2 separate regions of the Mus musculus genome follow, and region 2 is linked to region 1. The links are chromatin contacts, called in public Hi-C maps. All regions are on one chromosome and are shown on one strand. The core of a region is the stretch at or near the end of the contact, and the rest is flanking DNA. Distances in the headings are between cores, read along the strand shown.

The links. Hi-C and Micro-C count contacts between places; a contact is called where the count stands out from the background.
Region 2: a Hi-C map of muscle stem cells shows a contact between it and region 1, with 3 times the contacts expected there. The contact joins two enhancer-like sites. A contact is called at or near these places in 5 of 484 Hi-C or Micro-C datasets (cerebral cortex, liver, muscle stem cells and 1 more) and 1 of 115 datasets of contacts at active chromatin or transcription factors (fibro-adipogenic progenitors).

What each region holds. Positions count from the first base shown.
Region 1 is chr7:36,070,540-36,073,418 of GRCm38.p6, forward strand. No RefSeq gene overlaps it. Among named protein-coding and RNA genes, the nearest start is that of Gm38991, 4.3 kb to the right of the region's middle. Within about 2 kb of position 1,457, at least 3 of the 459 cell types and tissues checked have an H3K27ac peak or open chromatin away from gene starts, as enhancers often do. A contact at or near this core is called in muscle stem cells, where this site is marked.
Region 2 is chr7:36,264,199-36,267,077 of GRCm38.p6, forward strand. No RefSeq gene overlaps it. Among named protein-coding and RNA genes, the nearest start is that of Gm46016, 94 kb to the left of the region's middle. Within about 2 kb of position 1,448, at least 5 of the 459 cell types and tissues checked have an H3K27ac peak or open chromatin away from gene starts, as enhancers often do. A contact at or near this core is called in muscle stem cells, where this site is marked.

The sequences.
Region 1 (2,879 bases), core at 207-2,706:
AAACAAGGGGGGAAAAATCCAAGTTGCCTCATCAGAAATTACCTTCCTGGTAGAAAACCTAAACGCAAGAGGATGGATAAAAATAGATTTTTTTTTTTCTTAAATGCCAGGGAAGAGAGCTAGAAGCGCTTTGGCAGATCGGGATCTGTGGACAGACCTGCGCCAGGTTCTTAAGTTAATAAATATTCATTTTGAGGGTTTTTTTTTGGGGGGGAAAGGAGGCAAGTTCTAGGCATAGAGCCCTTGTTGGAGAAGTAACATCTATTTGTACAGCATTTTTGGTTCTTAAGAATAAGGTTCTCTCTCTCTCTTTTTTAAACTCCTCCCTAACAATTCACACCTCCAGCAGGCTAGCTGCTTGGAAGATAGATTCAAACACAGCGTCTTCTCAGTTGTAGCAAGCCAAGCCAGGTATAAAAGCCACATTTTATCTCCGTCTCAGCCACCTTTCTCTACAGCCACCCCTACCCCCCTTTATTCTGGACATGCAGCGAAAGCTTCATTCAATATTGATTGTGCTTTGATACATTAAAATCAAGAGTGAGTCGGGGCTCTTACATAAAAGGTGTATAGATACCATTCACACCGTTTTGACCAGAACAGTCAATATTTTAAAAGGATTTCATTTCCCTTCCAAGCCTGCAGGCAGTCTAATTCTCTACGAAGGGAAGGCACGGCCAGTTGGTGCGAAATGATTCCTCCCGAGGTGTCTAAGAGGAGGGTGGTATTATTAGTTTTCTTTTTCTTAAAAAAAAAAACAAAACTATTTTCTACTTGTATACAATTTAGCAAATTTGGAGCTTGGAAAAGAAGCCTCAAATACTTTCCCTTCATTTGGTGGGGAATAACACTTTGAATGACTAAAATAAAATAGAATAAAAGCATTTTCATAACAAATAATTCAAGGCAGAGCAGTAGAGATATTTCAAAGAAAAGATTCCACCTAAATGTTTTGAAAAGACAAAAAGAAGAGCGAGTGAGAGAGAGAGAGAGAGAGAGAGAGAGAGAGAGAGTGCCTAGTTGCAGTTGCTTTGACAGAGTTCAGGCATGAACGTGCTTTCATTCCGTTGCATGATTTCGATAAAATTAGGTTAAAGAAATGTTCATTTGGAAACAGTGCTTCGTCATATTATTCCCAACACACGTCTAGCAAATATATGAATCCCGCATTCATCTGCGCGAAGTTCCAGACCTTAATGAATGGTTTAGACAGCATTGTCATCAATTTTCCGCAGGTGCAGCTGGAGCAATCAGTCAATTCAATCAAAAGCCTCCGTCAAGTTGCGTGGCGCTGTCATTTTTTTCATTCTGAAATTGAAAAAGAAATAAAAGAAGAAGAAGAAATAAGAGAAAAAAGAAAAAAGAAAAAAATGCAAGCAAGCCAACCGCGGTTCCTGGCTTGCATTTACATTCTCCCGCCTTTGGGTGGCGCTTTTGAGCAGCGCTTTGCCGCCTGCCTCGCTGCAGAGCTGACTTTCTCTTTTTCTTTCTTTTTCCTCCAACACCCCCCCCCCGCAACTTTATACTAATATAATATTTCTTTAGTGATGCTATGGAGATGAAATCGCTCTGTGTGTTTTAACACGCATTCCAACAACCTCTTAAGGCAAAAAAGTAAATTCATGCAGATGAGTTATAGAAAGTTGAAAAGATGCTATGGGAGCGGCTGCCATGGGTCCCCGGGGGTGCAGGGACACACTCTTGATTGCTTCTGAGGTTGTCAGACCTCCAACTTTCTCAGCCCTTCTTCCCCTGCCCGCCTGTGCAGTCCAGAACAATTCGGGGGTCGGGAGAAGTGGGCGGAGGGGGCAACTTCGCAGCTAGATCTTCTGGTTCCTTTTGAATCCACCTGAGTTTACTTTCCCTTAGCTTCAGACGGCCTTTGGGAATCCTAGGGTGGGGTCAGGAGTTGTGCTGGTATCAGGAGGGGCACGTATTTGTATTTCTGGCTGTCCCTGGGTTGGTGTCTTTTTCTTCCTGTAAACTCAGTAATCATAGTGCCATCATACCCTGCCACTTTGCATTAAAGGACCCAGGAAAGATGACATCAAGTAAAGCTTTGATTTTTCTTTTCAATCTCATTGAAAAATAACCTTGTTTCCTACTGTGATTAATATTAGGATTCAACAGTAGCAGAGATAGAAGGAACCCAGATAGATCTTCTGCACACACACCTCAGACGGACGCTCCTGCTTTCGCTCACCCAAGAGTGCTAACAGGCGCTTCTAAATCTTTAAAATGTATGGACAGACAGCACTTAGCATCCGCTTCCTCAAGGAGAATAGAGTTAACCTTTGTAGTTTGCCAAAAGTCGGCAAGTTTTCCTTTGCCATTTGTTTCAGTAGAATAAGGAGCAGAGTCATAGTCAGGACCAGATAAACTCACATTGTCCGGGTCTTTTTTCTTCTTCTTCACAGCACCCAGCAGAAGAGATGAGCTAATATTAACTCATAGAAACGACTGGGGCTACTTGCAGCGATGGATACACTCAGAATTATTAAACTGGCTGGGAAAATATTTAGGTGTGGTTTCTTTGTAGGTGTCAGGAATGGGCTGTTACCCTAACAGTCCATGGCTGCATTTAAAAAAGAAAGGAAGAAAACATACATTTGGCTCGTGGACGAATGCAAATTCCAGGGACTCTAATAAAAATGTACTTTTTAATAACCAGGTATGTCACTTTGCAAATAGCTTTGATGTAGCGCTCTTGCCTGCGTATAGTCGAAGCTACATCTGTGTCATACCTACGTGCACCGTACTTTCCCTGAGAGAGCAATTAGGGGCTATTCCAGCTAATACTTGAGACTCCACGTGTGTCTGCAGAGAAAGGGGAGAAAGAGCTGTGATCGCCAGTGAGCGGAGAAAAGGATTCGCCAGCT
Region 2 (2,879 bases), core at 198-2,697, 190 kb after region 1:
AGTGTGTGTGTCTGGTATAGTATATACTTGTGTATGTGAGTGCTTGTGGTATAGTATGTTGTGTGTGTGTAAGAGGTGTTGTATATTTAGTGTGTGAGTTTGTTTGTGTGTGTGTGTGTGTTGTATAGTGTGTGTGCATGTTGTGTGTATGTTATATCTGCAAGTGTGTAAGTCCGGTACGTGTTTTTGTGTGAGTGTTTTATGTGGTGTGTGTGTGTGTGTGTGTGTGTGTGTGTGTGTGTGTGTGTATGCATGTTTTCATCCCATTCATTCTGTTCCTTTAGAGGACTTTGCTTAATATACTCTGATCTAACCCTGCTTCTGGGAACCTGTGTCAACACAGCACGGAGATACCTGCAAACCCACTTTCACTGTGTCACAATATTCAAGGTACAGAATCAATAGATACATAGAGACAGCCTGGCATGTGAAAAGGACTGAGAATATATCATCATTGTCTGCAAAATGGATGGAATCAAGACTGTCATGTTAAGTGCAATAAGCCAGACTCAGAAAGGAACACACTGCACGGTCTGTCTCATATGAGGGACATTTTCTCTCCCGGTGTCTTGAAAAAGTCATACCCATTCCTCCATCCTTGTCTTTCCTGCAGCCAATAGCCACTTTAGAAATGCGTGTGCTGGCTGGGAACCATCCGACGCTTCTGATTAATCATTTCCCCTTGGCACCTGCTGCCTCTGTGTTAATGGCTCCTATCAGAGCGAGTCCACAGCAAAGAGGACCGCATCCCATCAGCGCCAGCTCGTTCAAGGGGCTAAACTCCATTTTGCTGCCTAGAAAAGGGAGCTAACTAAGTGCAAAGGAGCTAAGTGCTTGAAGATCACCTACCAGGGCTAAAGGCACTGAAAGAGCTGTTATGATCTATCAGGTAAATAAATATGCTGTTCCAAAATTGTCGGAGGAGGCTTTATTTATAGAAGGAGCCCAAATGGCTTGGAACGGATCTTCTTAAGAAGCTCTTAGCTCTCGGCAGTCATCATGGAGTGGAGCAGGGTACTTTAGAGTTGCTCTTTCTACCTTAAGGATGCTATGAACAAAGACAACATAGTCCCTAGTAGTGGTGGCAGGAGCTTGGGATCCGGACAAATATGCCCCAGCTTTCCTTAGTGTGCACCATCTTCGCAGGCAGGTGGGGGTGTGGGAGAAGACAGCTGTCCATCCCCAGAAAGCTGCCAACGTCTTCGTGGAGGGAGCATATGGCCTCCACAAGAGACATGAGGCGGATGGACAGCAGAATCTAGTAGACTAACTTATATTCACAATGATTGTGGAGTTGGTTAGCAATTTTGTGTCATTTCACACTAAAACTCTTCATTCTTACTTTTGTTTGTTTGTTTTAGTTTGGTGACAGTAGCACAGCTGTCTTGCTTAGTCACTTCACTGGGCTACTGCCCTTACCAAGTCTCCTTCACCAAGCTGTCACGCAGCCCACATCCCAGAGAAGCAGCCCATGTATGAATCACCTTCCCACAAGTTAAGGAACAAAGGAAAGGGAAGGGGAGGGGCCTCAAGTCTAGAGTTAACCAAGAAGATTGGTTGATTGAGAGTGCCCTTAGACAGAGCCTTGAAGGACTTCCAGGACATAGAGGGGAGCTGGAGTTTCAGGCTGTATCAATTAAGATAGAAGTTTTGTTGGTAGATCTTCTTGTCAGCATGAGAGGATATCCAACAGAAGCAACTTAAGGCTTGGTTGGGTTCACAGCTTTAAAGGATACCTCCCATCATGGTGAGATATTTCGGATGCTATGGTGGCTGGGCCTGTGACAATGGGAGCTGGCAGCATAGCTTGTTCACATTTTAGCAGATCAGGAGAGAGGTCAGACATGACAGGAAGCAGGATCAGACTATCATGCCCAAAGGAAGACACAGAACTGCTAGTTATGTAGCAGAGCACCCCAGAAACAGTTTCTCCAGCTGGAAGTCAGTTGTTAAAACATTTGATCCTGGGTGGGACCTTTCAGATGCAAGCCATAAAGCCTGGTTGAGATGTGAGGTTTTAGAAAGGCAGGGATGAACCTGGCTCCATGGAGAGGTCACCACACTGGGTCACATCTGATTATTAGGGAAAGGAAAACAAGTCTAGGTTCAAACAGGAGTATGATGTTGTTCAGGCCACCAAGACTCAGAGCCACCTGTATGCCTAAGTTATATGAGGGAACAAAAGACAAGAAGATCGGTACAGGAAGGAACAAGTGATCTGTCATATCTCAGAGCCACCTACCTTTGTGTTTTCTTTATTTCTCCTTAAACCTCAACCCAGTGTCAGGTTATAACCTCAGAAGGACACGGAGAGGGCAAGAGGAAAGGCTTACTTAGGCTTCTGCTTTCAGACAGATTTCAGTCCACTATGGTGAGGAAGGCATGGCGACTGAGCAGTTCTGTCTCTGAGAACCTGAGCATGCCGAGGAGACTCCTCACAGGGTGGTGGAGCAGGACAGAGAGCACAGGCTAGAACCAGGGATAGGTGTAATCTAAAGTCTGCCTGTAGTAACTCTCTTCCACCAGCCCAACCCCACCTCCTAAAGACTCCAAAACAGCACCATAAGGTGTAGACCAAACCATCAAAGGATGAGCCTATTGCAGAGTCACGCCATACTACACATTCTCTCTCGGGGAGTGTGTGACCCTCAACTCCTGAGAGTCTGGAAGTCACTAATTATGTTTGAGTGACTTTGATCATTGCCCGTGGGACATAAAAGAACCCCCAGTCTCCCCCTCCTGCCTGAAGGTTGGGGGTTGGGGCTGCTCTTTCTGCTGGCCAGCCATGACCCTTAAGCTACTTTGCCAGCCCAAGGTGAGGTCATTGAGATAACACAAAGATGGTTTTCACTTTGGAGACTGCAAGGATTTGGGGAGCT